Linked DNA regions of Sus scrofa: regions 1 and 3 are each linked to region 2. A link is a contact called in public Hi-C and HiChIP or PLAC-seq data. All regions are on one chromosome and are shown on one strand. Each heading gives the region's core, a stretch centred on a gene start, on an enhancer-like site or on the middle of the called end of the contact. The rest is flanking DNA. Distances are from core to core; before and after follow the strand shown.

What was found. Hi-C and Micro-C count contacts between places; a contact is called where the count stands out from the background. HiChIP or PLAC-seq counts read pairs in DNA pulled down with a chosen protein or histone mark.
Region 1: a Hi-C map of liver shows a contact between it and region 2, with 2.3 times the contacts expected there. The contact joins two enhancer-like sites. A contact is called at or near these places in 8 of 47 Hi-C or Micro-C datasets (alveolar macrophages, embryonic fibroblasts, fetal skeletal muscle and 5 more) and 1 of 2 datasets of contacts at active chromatin or transcription factors (alveolar macrophages).
Region 3: a contact with region 2 is called in an H3K27ac HiChIP or PLAC-seq map of skeletal muscle. The contact joins two enhancer-like sites. A contact is called at or near these places in 1 of 47 Hi-C or Micro-C datasets (embryonic fibroblasts) and 2 of 2 datasets of contacts at active chromatin or transcription factors (alveolar macrophages and skeletal muscle).

The regions. Positions count from the first base shown.
Region 1 is chr14:65,913,397-65,917,555 of Sscrofa11.1, forward strand. No RefSeq gene overlaps it. Among named protein-coding and RNA genes, the nearest start is that of ZNF365, 54 kb to the left of the region's middle. Within about 2 kb of position 1,440, at least 1 of the 83 cell types and tissues checked has an H3K27ac peak or open chromatin away from gene starts, as enhancers often do. A contact at or near this core is called in liver, where this site is marked.
Region 2 is chr14:65,552,380-65,556,432 of Sscrofa11.1, forward strand. ARID5B (AT-rich interactive domain-containing protein 5B) reads left to right here. Exons shown (of 10, transcript XM_021072755.1): 5 at 1,241-1,353. Among named protein-coding and RNA genes, the nearest start is that of ARID5B, 150 kb to the left of the region's middle. Within about 2 kb of position 1,687, at least 21 of the 83 cell types and tissues checked have an H3K27ac peak or open chromatin away from gene starts, as enhancers often do. A contact at or near this core is called in liver and skeletal muscle, where this site is marked.
Region 3 is chr14:65,258,722-65,262,604 of Sscrofa11.1, forward strand. All of the region lies in intron 5 of C14H10orf107, which reads left to right. Among named protein-coding and RNA genes, the nearest start is that of C14H10orf107, 110 kb to the left of the region's middle. Within about 2 kb of position 1,855, at least 17 of the 83 cell types and tissues checked have an H3K27ac peak or open chromatin away from gene starts, as enhancers often do. A contact at or near this core is called in skeletal muscle, where this site is marked.

The DNA of each region.
Region 1 (4,159 bases), core at 190-2,689, 360 kb after region 2:
ACACATGGCTAGTGTTGACTAAATAGATACTGAATGGTATTAAGTACTGATCCTCCCACACCTAGCCTTAAAAATCTCAAAGTGGCTTTTGTTAAAAACTGATTTATCATAAGCATATCTGCCATTTAAAGAAGTTGTTTAAGATAAACTTCCTTAAGATTGCTGAGCCCTTCTGATATCCTTTCACAAAATGCTTAAGTGGAGATTACTGTAAACAACAAATAGAATCAGATTATGACTTTTTAAATAAACTACAAGATGAAAAAATTTATCTGTTAGTAACAAGTTGGGAGTCAGTTTATTACTCTTAAACTCTGTGTGCATGTGCGCATTTGTGTGTGGGTGTGTGTTGGTGGGGTAACTCCCTGAATATCTATCCACAGTTCAATTTATTAGGGACATTATAACATGCCATTCTTCTAACTTCTCAGCAAGTTTCAATAACTGGCTTATAATGTCAGGGGGAGAAATGAGGTTCCTTTGTATTGATGGTTTGGGGGGGTGTCTCTCTTTTGCCTATCAGAGACTAAGACAGTGTGAAGCTGGATGTTATGCCTACCACTGGGAATCATAATTAGAACTGGGGAAAAATTAAAGTTCTGATGTTTTTGCACTAGAAGTGCTTGCCATAGAGGCTTACTTAGTTACAGCCCCATTCTGCTGGCATGTATAGAATGATGGTGATGCTGCTGAGGTTACTGTGAGTAAGGGCCAACTCCTAGGTGAGGGCTGACTGGAACCAATCACCAGTTCTCAATGGGTAAGTGGTAGTTACTGAACAAAGTTTCATGAAAACCAGTACATTTTTACATTTGTGTTTTTCTGGTAATAAGAGAAAAGATTCATTGTAGGAAACTTAGAATGTACGGGGAATCATAAAATCATCCCAAATCTCAGAAAGAGCTACAATTAACATTATAAATAATAGTTTATATGAACCTTGTCACTAATATTCTTAATGACACTGTACCATTCTATCATATGAATCACTGTAGCTGATTTAACTCTATTATTCAACAGAAGAATGATTCCACTATGACAGTAATAATTTGAACAACCTTGTATCTAAATCTTGTTTACTTCTTCGATTAAGATGGAATTATAAATGTAAAATTTCCAGTTCAAAAAGTAAAGACATTTTTAAGGCTCTTGTTTTATAGACCTCAAATTGCTTTTGAGAAAGGCTTTAACAGAACTATATATCCATGAAATTTTCATTTTTTTTCCCCTAAAAACAAAAAGATGGTGAAGGCCCTCTTTATTTTAAGATATATAGTATAACATAATATAAATAGAGTGGAATATACCCCTATGAAGTTTTTACCTTAAGCTTTACAAGCCACAAAACTAAAACTCTCGAGAGAACAGGAAATGCTAGCTTGATGACACTTTATAAACAATCTCTCATCACTCACTACCAAAGTGCAAGCTGCCAAATAGGAAGGAGAAAGAGACATTGGCAAAGTTTCTAGGGCTATGCAAACACTCAGCTAATTTGGATAGCTTGTTGGGTGGAATTTCTGTGGTTATTTTTCTTTCTGCTGTAATACTAAGCATAAGGTATCTGACAAACAAGATGTAATATGACAAATAAGGTGTGGCCTCAGGTGTATTCCTGAATGAATGGCTGTCACACCCGTCTTCTAAGTAGGTGGTAATAAGGATTAAGAGTCTAATCCTATAATTTTGCTGCTGTTTTTATTTATCATGTAGGGCATAATTATAGTGTTTCCCTTTTAAATGTTTCTTAATGTGTTTGGCCAAAGGGGAAAACCAAAGCAGTTGGTATAAGTCAAGTGTTTCACCATCTGTCTCTATCACATTCCCTGGTTGCAGTTCCAGCAGCCCTGCTTGGGTGGATTAATTTTTACCAATAGGTCAACAAACCTACTGATTTTGGCCAACATCCCCAGATCCTGAAAAACACAATGGCTTCCCACCCCCCTACTTGCTCTTTCTTATTACTTATGAAATTATTTTAAAGTAGTAATGCTAATAGTGAAAATAGTCCTGCTCTTAAGTATCCTTCCAGGATTTTCTTCTATGCAAAAGCATATATATGTGTATATGAACTCTCAAAAAACAAACTCACATAGAGCAGTCTACATACATGCATACTGTTCTTAGTTCTCTTTATAATATGTCCAAAATCTCTTTTCTTCTCTCTCTCCTTTTAATAGCAATATAGTCTATGTATATACCATGTTGACTTTTTTTAAACCAGTCTCCTATTGATGAATATATTCTGCTTTTTATGGGTTCGATTATTGCCGTAACTGTACATCCAAGAATTCTTTGGGAGTGTATGTTTATGATGAATTTCTAGATCTAAGGGTATGTGCAATTAAGTAATCTTTCAAAAATAAGGACAAGACAAAACAGAGAATGTGATTCTGGATTAAAAATGAAGTAAGAATGGATAACATTTTAAGGAGAGTTTCATAAAAAAAAAAATCTGATAAATCTTCCATTCTACATTTTGCCATTTTAACTGGGGAGGCTTACATGAATTTATTTGTTCTTCTTCTTTTTTTTTTTTGTGGTTGCTTCTTAAAACTTTCAAAATCTATTTTCTAAAATTATAGCTGATTTTCAATGTTTTCCTCTTTCTTTCTTTCTTTTTTTTTTTTTTTTTTTTTTTTTGTCTTTTTTGCCTTTTGTAGGGCCACTTCCTCAACATATGGAGGTTCCCAGGCTAGGGGTCTAACTGGAGCTATAGCTACCAGCCTACCCCAGAGCCACAGCAACGTGAGATCCAAGCTGCAACTGTGACCTACACCGCAGCTCACAGCATTGCCGAATCCTTAATCCACTGAGCAAAGCCAGGGATTGAACCTGCAACCTCATGGTTCCTAGTCAGATGTGTTAACCACTGAGCCAGGACGAGAACTCCTTTCTTTCTTTCTTTTTCTTTTTTCTTTCTTTCTTTCTTTCTTTCTTTCTTCTTTCTTTCTTTCTTTCCTTTCTTTCCTTTCTTTCTTTCTTTCTTCTTTCTTTCTTTCTTTCTCTCTTTCCTTTCTTTTCTTTCCTTCTTTCTTTTCTTTCTTTCTTTCTTCTTTCTTTCTTCTTTCTTTCTTTCTTTCTTTCTTTCTTTCTTTCTTTCTTTCTGTCTGTCTTTCTTTCTCTCTCTTTCCTTCCTTCCTTCCTTCCTTTTCTTTGTCTCTCTCTCTCCTTCCTTCCTTCCTTCCTAGTACTCAGTGCAAACAGAGACTCCAATAATGATATCAACATCCAAAAATGATACTTAAGGAGTTTCTGTTGTGGCTCAGCAGGTTAAGAACCCAACTATTATCCATGAGGATGCGGGTTTGATCCCTGACCTTGCTCATTGGGTTAAGGATCCATGTTGCTGTAAGCTGAGATGTAAGCCATAGATGTGGCTTGGATCTGGCATTGCTGTGGTTATGGCGTGGGCTGACAGCTACATCTCTGATTCAACACCTATCCTGGGAATTTCCACATGCCACAGGTGTAGTCCTAAAAAGAAAAAATAACTCAAAAAAATTTAAAAATGACACTGAAGAAAGGAGATTTGATATAGAATAAAGAACAGATCCGGAGTCCTATCATATAGTTGGTCACAAACATACATTGTGAGCTTAGACAAATCACCTGTTGAGATCTTAGCTCTCTGTCCGTAAAAACAAACTGTTGGAAAATCTTTATCTTTTAGAATGGTTATATATGGGATTTGCTACCACCAAGGCTTCTAGTAGTTATATGTTCATGAGCAGATGCTCATCAAACCTGGAAGTCATGGCCTTTTGAACATGGGCTCTGTTGGGGAGTTCGGCCTTTGCCCAGATTAGCACTGCTTAATACTGAGGGACAAATGTGTTTTAGGAGGACATTTTTCATGTTCCCCATGTTGTCTTTGTGATTTGGCCCCTGATGTATGTTCATCAGCTCCAAGAGGAATTTGAGCCAATGCTCTACTTGACTTAACCCTCAGAATCTTCCTATCAAGGAACAGTCTTAGTGATGACAGAACGTCAATACTGCTCCTATGCTTTGAATAACTTTGGTCTTTTCCATCTTGGAGTCTGATATCTAGAAAGTATTTCACTGAATGGGTACCTTGGTATTCACAAATCTAGCACAGAAAGATTGACCACTGACATTTTCTGGATTTTCTTTCTAAATCCCTCACTTAAACAAA
Region 2 (4,053 bases), core at 437-2,936:
TCTGAGATGGACTTTGAGACCAGAGTTTTGGGGAAATGAGAGGAGAGCGGATTCTGGCAAGGGGCACTGCCCCCCTCCCCAAGCCACTTTTTAAACTTTTGTCTGATTGTAAAGACAGAGCTGCTTTCCTGGGCTGTGTCAACAGCTAAACTGTTATCCGCAGTAGGAAATCAAATTAGTGGGATTAATTGCGTTTGTAAGTTGAGTACAATGTAAAATGTCCTAAAACCACTGGTTAACCGGTGGTTATAAGTAACAGCAACAATTAAGAGGGTTCGAGTTGTTCGGATTTTCCATGGTCATAATCATACCTTAAAGTAATAAAAAGTGGGGGTACTTTAAAAAGTCCTAAAGAAATTGCTTGGGGTATAATTCATTAATTTGGAATTCTTCAAGGGCTAGTCAGTTGGTTTGTTTGCATTTTGTTTGACTTGGATGATGGGTGAAATTGAATGTAGCACTCAATAAACAGCAGCCTTTCCCCCGCAACTCCTTTCTGTAAGGCTCTTAAAGGGATTCAAGCTCAGTATCCAAGATAAAATTAACTTTGCTTTGGGTCTTGTCTGTGGCTTTTAAAAAGTTATAATCTCCACGGAATCAAGCTAACTCCTGTTGTGTGATCTTTGGAATTTATTTTAAATAACCCCCAAGATCTTCCTTAAAACTATATAGATATTGAAAATGAGAAGAGAGCATGCTGATTTACATGTACCTGCCAGATTCACAGAGATTTGAAACATGCTGGTCACGACGTTATTAGTAAATGCATGTAATATTTTTCAAATTGTTATTGTGAATTCCTCTCTCTCATAATTTGAGAAAACGCTCACGTCTCCACTTTCCAAGAGAGATGTTTTCAAACGTTACATTACTTTGATACCATAATGGGCTGGCATTATCATTTAGGTTTCTAAAAAGAAGATACAAAACAAAAAGCAAAGAAGGAGCCTGGCTAAGGGCTGTCTTTTCTAACACTGGGGAAGTGCGTTTTCCTTATCAACATCCTTTAAAACTAAGGGCTTCGTTATATTTATGTCAATTAGACATGTTCAAGTGTCATAGCTTGGCTTTGGGAAACATGGACAGAAGTGTAGTGTCCATCGAGATCTTGGGGGAGGGAGGCTACCCCAGATGTGGACATGTCTCTGAACAATTAAAGGGCGCCACTGTAGTAAGATTCTTGGTTTGTAGTGAGGAAGCTAATGAGAATGTCTCTCAATTGTTCTCCATTTGTTTCCAGCGCCAAATCTTAAAGGCAGACCACGCAAAAAGAAACCATGCCCGCAGAGGAGAGATTCATTCAGTGGCAGCAAAGATTCCAACAACAATTCTGATGGCAAAGCCGTTGCCAAGGTACGGTCATTCAGCTCCATGGTATTCGTTTTGGCTGCATCGTTTTTATTTTTCCCTTTTCTCTTTATCTCTCTGCTCCTGTGTCTTGGTGGCAGTTTTCAATTTAGAATCTGACTCTGGTATTTGCAGCTCTCTGCTGGGTCTGCTCCCTCTGCCACCTCCCCCACCCCCACCCCCGCCCCCCAGGGGTGGGGGAGGTGGCAGGGGGAGGGGCAGTGTGGGCATTCTGATTAGTCAACAGAAAGACTTCCCACCTCCCAGTTTGGCCTGTTGAGTAAAGGATAGATGATTAAGCGCCCACGTCATTGAGGCTGAGATTTCATAGTAGGTGACACAATGACATAGTTTACCCAGCTTGGATCAAAAATAGACCAGCTGAACCATCCTCTTTCTGAATGCATTCATCTAAATATGTTTCAGAGATTAACAGAGGACGAAATTAGAAGGGGCCAGAATTAATCTTCTAAGTTTTTTTTTTTTTTTTTTTTCAAAATCACCTCTCATTTACCTTAGAATAAAATTAAAGATCTAGAACACAATACTTAACATGTCTACCTATACTCATATATACATTTATTTGGTTTTAAAGATGATTCTTAATGCAGAGTGAAAGTCCAAATGCTAAGACTCTTTTTTCAGGACTCGGGGCTATTTTGCCTAAGCATTCTTTGGAATCTTGGAAGTCCATGCCTGAAGTATTTAGCACCATGAGGGGTGAAGTGTCACTTCATATTTTTAGGCTTATCTTTTTAAATTTTGTGGGCTTGGATCGTATTTCCATGGTTCCGTTTAAGGGGTGTTTGTGTTGAGGTGTTGTTTCTGTGCCAAAGACAGCAGTAGCCCTTTTAGGACCTGAACTGAAGCCCGGATTTCAACTGACACCACGTTTCCAGATCCAAGAACTAAACTTATGAAAATGGGAGCATTATCGGTGAATTTGCAAGATGCGGATGTAGAAAAGCACCAATTCAGTTCTGTGTCGACAGTCTGCCACGTCCTCCCAGAGTAAAGAAGCAAATCCCAGACTACCTTTCTTACCTTCAAGAATGATTGTTTCACAAGGAAGTTCTGAGCGCTTTCTGGTTAAAACTTCTTGTGCTTCCAAGATTGCAAGGGGTAAAAAGAGATCAACCAGTAGCCATGTATGTTTACTGGTTAAAAACAAATCTGTTTTTCTCTAAAGTTATTTTTGTTTTGTCCCTTTAATCTTCTGCGAGTGAGTCTGTGTGGACACCAAGAATGACATTTTCTAGGAACCTGGACATCTTGGCCCTAGAACTACCTGTCTAGGGCTTTGGCTTCTGTGGTCTTGAAGGATGTCAGCTGGAACCGTTTATTCCCTATGCCATGGCTTGCAGGATACTACAGAATGGAGCGAGATGGTTTCAGGATTGGAGCCTTCAGCAGAGCTTGTACTGACAATGTCTTGTGTTGGCGCCCTGCCCCATACCTCTCAGGTGACTTCATCTGTTTTTCCCAGCATGTTCTGTACCTGAGCCCAGCAGGATGAAGCTCCTTTTTGTGTCATCTGGAGTCACCATCAAAGTATGCCCTGGGAGTTTTACAAAATTCAGACAACTGATCAATAAGCACAGCACCTCTAACCTCCCTCTCTGTGGAAGGCCATTTAGATCTCATACAAGGACCCACAAAACTGAAGACAACTGGACTCTGTCCTGTATCTGCTGTTTCTGGATGTTTTCTTCATAGGAGGGACAGTAGCCAAGCCTGGGTTTTCTAAAAGATCCTTTCTACCCCGTCTGCACCAGCGCTGCCATTCAGAATCTTTACTGGGAGGATCATCCTTCCATCACTGGTTTCCATGGTGAGTAGGTGAATGTTGCTCAGCGGTCAGCTCCTGGGGACTGGTCTAGATGCCCGGTTCATCTTGGAGCCTTGGATTACAGTCCTGCCTTGTCTGCTTCCAGTGGATCTGGAAAGACCATTTCACCTTGAAGAGAAAGACTGGTAGGTATGAAGAACGGTGGGCTTGTCTGCTGGCACCAACAAATGGATGTCCAATTCCCACAGATGCACAGGCCACATCTGGGGCCAGGACCATTAAAAAGATGTTGGTGGTCTTTTCATTTGATGAACTGGTAGCAGCATTTCAGGTGACAATTGGGCTTGAGGAACAAGACCTGTGTGACTTTTTTTTTTTTTTTTTTTTCCTTCAAAAGTGCCTCAAACAGCCCATTTCTCACCATGGATAAGTACCAGCTTCCTGCAGCTCCACAGCACAAAGCTCTTAGAGTACAAACCCACTCAGTGTGCCACGTGCATGGCAGGACAAGCACATCAATAATTTGCCTATCGCCATCAAAAGGTGGCCCTCTTTCAATGAGAATGTGAAAACTAGCTGGCAGGACTCTGTTTTCCAAGGGACAAGAGAATTGCCTGGCTTTCCAAGGATAGCAAAAGTCACATGGAGAACAGGCGACCCAGTTCTCTGAAGCTGTCATGAGTGTGTTGTCCAGCCCAAATCCAGGTCTGGGGCGAATGCCTATTCATATGGTCACTACACAAGAGAAATCTTCTCAGCCTGGGTCTCAATGAAAGGCCTCCGCTGATAGATGGCAAATGATTCTTTCCATCCCGTAAGCACCTTCCAAAGGCCGGGAACATAGAAGAGGCGCAAAGGGAAACCAGTATGCAGTATGTTCTTTCCTTTAAATCACAGATGTGTTTCCAATATTTCAC
Region 3 (3,883 bases), core at 605-3,104, 290 kb before region 2:
ATGCAGAGAGCAAGTTCTCAGTAAATGAGAGCTACTTTTTTTCATTATCAATATTGTTTTTCCCTTGGTGGCCAGAGCTGCCACAGCCCCAGTGGATACCATTCACATTGCGTTGGGTGTCAGGGGTGCTGGCAAACGATCCATGGAAAACAATGTGAATCATGCCCCCTGGAGTCAGGCAGCTCAAGAAATCTAGCAATTTTCTGATATTACTTCCATTAGGAACTAGTGGGAGAGTGGTATCTCTGAATTTAAACTGCACTGTGTCTAGAATTTTAAACTGCACCATGTCTATAAGACAGCTATTAGTCAGTTCAAGCAATATAGTCAAGTCAGTGAAAAGCTGTTCAGTTGTTTACATTGTGCTAATCAAATACTCTAGGGCTCCATTCATAACTGAGAAATACAGGCATTGCACTGATGCAACAGTAAACCATTAGGTTTGCTTCTCCAAGTGGTATCATTTTTCACAACAACTTTGAACTGAACCATAGCTGATTAAAAAGATTGACATCCCAGGAAATTTTTAAATGAAAAACCCTAATGAAAGACTCATTACCTAATGAATGCCTCCTGTGTACAAAGACCTGAGCTAGGGTCTCAAGATCAGTAAGGCATGGTCCCTGCCCTCAAGAAGTGTCCACAAAGTGATGGGAGATCTCTCACACGTGGCTGTCACTCAAGGTACAGGGTAACAAGTACTATCAAGAGGAACACGCAAAATACCCTGAAGCACAAGAAGAACATCACTGAGGTGAATGAGCTTTCCTGGAAGACCAGAAGGAGTGTCTACTGGCAGGAAAGAGGGAGACGTGGCCTCCCAGCAAAGGAGGTAACACAGGCAAGACTCTGAGCTGGAAAAGCACCCCCATCCATGCTTTTTTTTTTTCCATATAATAAATATCTATTGAGCACCCACTATATTCCAGGCACTGTGCATATTGGGTACAAGCAAGTAGTTCAGTATGGCTGGAGCTCAAGATATCTAAGGCAAGACCTTGATCTGAAGCCTACCCAGTGAGCATTGTCACGAAGAAGAAGCCGGTGGGTGTGACCCCCGACGCATTTTGTGACTGATTTAACGTCAGTGAAAAGGAAGAGGTAACAACTGAGGTTTTGAGTCTGGTAACCAAGAAGCTGTCAATGTTACTGAGAGATAAAGCAAAGGAAGGAGGAGCTGGTTGGAAAAGATAGTTAAGTAGAAATAAATGGACAAGCTGCTGCCTGTTTAAGATTCCAGTAAGTACTGAGTGTGTAATCCAAATAATCTTCCACATCATGACATAAAAACACTGAATCTGAGGGTCTACACAGGCTGGCGACTGTGAGTCTTGTATAAATAGAGAAAAAGCCACTTGAAATTTACTAACATGGGATATAACATCTGTCACTGGACTAGAGATGACCTAGTCTAAACCCTAATTTTACAAATAAAGAAACCACATCTCAGACATACTCTTTGCTGAGTGGCAGAGCCAGTCTAGGACTGACTACACGTTTATGGGGTGGGGGGAATCCAGATTTCTGAAACATTAAAATCTGGAATATAGATACCGCCTAAATTTTTCAGAGTTCTTGTCAGTTCGGTTTGTCTGGTTTTAACTAAACGAGCATGATTTACAGCTTATAGATGAAAGGTCTTTTCTGATTTTAAAAAAAAAAAAAATCTTGCTGTATATGCTATTGTCCACAAAATCAGTTTGGTAGTTAATTTCCAAGAATTCCAAGAATTCAGATTCCATGAAAAGCCTCGGAACCTTAAAGTACCTAGAGCTGTTCCTTGCAAGGGAAAACAAGCCTCTTCTTAGGTCTTTGCAACAGTGACACCCTCATGTAAATAATAAGGGGCTGCCCTGCAGAGAAGGAAGGGCCTGGGTGCTTCCTGAAAGAGCCCTGTTTCTAGAATGCGGGGCACAGAAGAGTAATCAACAGGAGCAGTTTCCTCAGAAGCAAGAAAATCCTGCCCTGCTGACCAAAGAGTGCCTAATACAGTTAAAGAATCAGTTAGTGGAGATTTTAAAAAGGAGGGGGAGGGAGGTGACTGCAGCTAAGCAGAGAGGAAAATATTTATAACTGTGACAACATGTTTCCTTGTAATAATTTATGAGCCCACTGGAGAAAAAGGAAACACACACAAACTATGAATAAAATATCCAAAATGTAAACATCATGCCTTCTGCAAATTTTCTTTAGTTAAAAATTAAGGTTGAGGTTGACTGAAGTGAATGAGTATATTTTCTTGGTCTCTTATTTCCTTGATGCTAAGGCTTACCAACTGATTTACAACTTCCTGTGTTGTTTTTTAATCTATATTTGTCAGCACATTTTTAATGTCAGATTACTTAAAATAGACATCTTGGGTCTAAGAGGTCAGAATAATAATATTATGTTGACTTCTCTAAAGGCTTCATCGAACTTACATTCTAGTTTAATCAAAAAAAAAAACAGCTTTATATTTCTAAATGAGATAAACTTTAATACAGTTTTATGATTTTTTTTTCTCCAACTGATGATTTCAAGGACTGAAGTTCAGTTCAATCCATATACTTTGAAGTTAAGTAAATTACATGTATAGTTTTATCCAAATAGCTTCAGCCTCCCTTTACTCAGATAACTTAAACTGTGAAAATAACAGGAAGTCCATGAAAAAAGACAGGTTAGAACCAAGGACTTAGGGCTCTTCTATTGTAGTTTCTCTTCTAACCATTCTGATTTATAGTCTCCTATATTTCTGCAAATTACAGGTACTTGTACAAAAAAGAGTATTTTCAAGCATAAATGCCATGAAATAGCTTCATCTTCATATAAGCTATCACCAGATGTAATTAAAAAGCAACATTTATAAAATCAGAATTTTAAATTTGTATTTTAAATAGGCTTTCCACAAAGATAATTACATAACTCACCTTACTATTTTCACTAATTGACAGATACTAATTCTTAATTTTCGATTCTTAAAACAAGGAATAATTTAGAGGATTATTTCCTCAATTTTTTAAATATTAAAAACCTCAAATTTAAATAGACACCCTAGATGAAACCAAACAAAAATTTACCCACTGTCAGAACTGCTTGAAATACTTTACACTGAGTTCAGGGATAAGCCTTTTAGAGTCTAACTTAATAAGCTAAACAAATATACTTTCAATGGCTTCTAAAAATATTTTTGAAAAGAATTAGTTATTTTCTAACTATTTATAATGGAACCATCTCTCATCCTGAGGAAGTTACAAGATAAGGTCAATCTAAGAATCAAACATACAGTGTTGAACTTAGTAGTTTTAAGAGCTCTGGTATTTCACTTTTCACAAAAAAAGACATGTTGAAATATGCCCTGTATGCCCTAACTCTACTTTTGACGAAATTTGTTAAAGGAAATCTTTTTGAATTGAACTCAAACTGGGAAACCACAGGTCACATTGGATGCTGAAAAACAAAAGATAAAAAGAGTGATAAATTGGGAGAGGGGAGAGGAGCAGATTTTCTAATTTTGAAAGCTGGAAGTAAACACTCTCCTTTTCTAAATAAGCTGGTTTGCCTTAGTCCTGACTATGCCACATAACTACCTAATTATGTCATGCTAAGTCCTGAAAGAGAAGTTGTTTGGGTCCAAGGAATTCATCAAATAAAAGGGCATTGGATATATGTTTGGTATTTTAAAAATTGAGAATATATGGAAACAGAGTGATGGCATGTCCTCATTAACAAATTCTTCTGAGTTAATTGGATTGCTCAGGCAATGTTAACAATTAAATATAGAAATAGCATGGATCAGGATTCCCAACATGGCAGCTCTGTCTTCCAGGGCTGGCATTAGAAAGATGATCCTTTCAATAATAACCATAATTACAAATGATAATAATAGTATACACCTTTGGGTTTA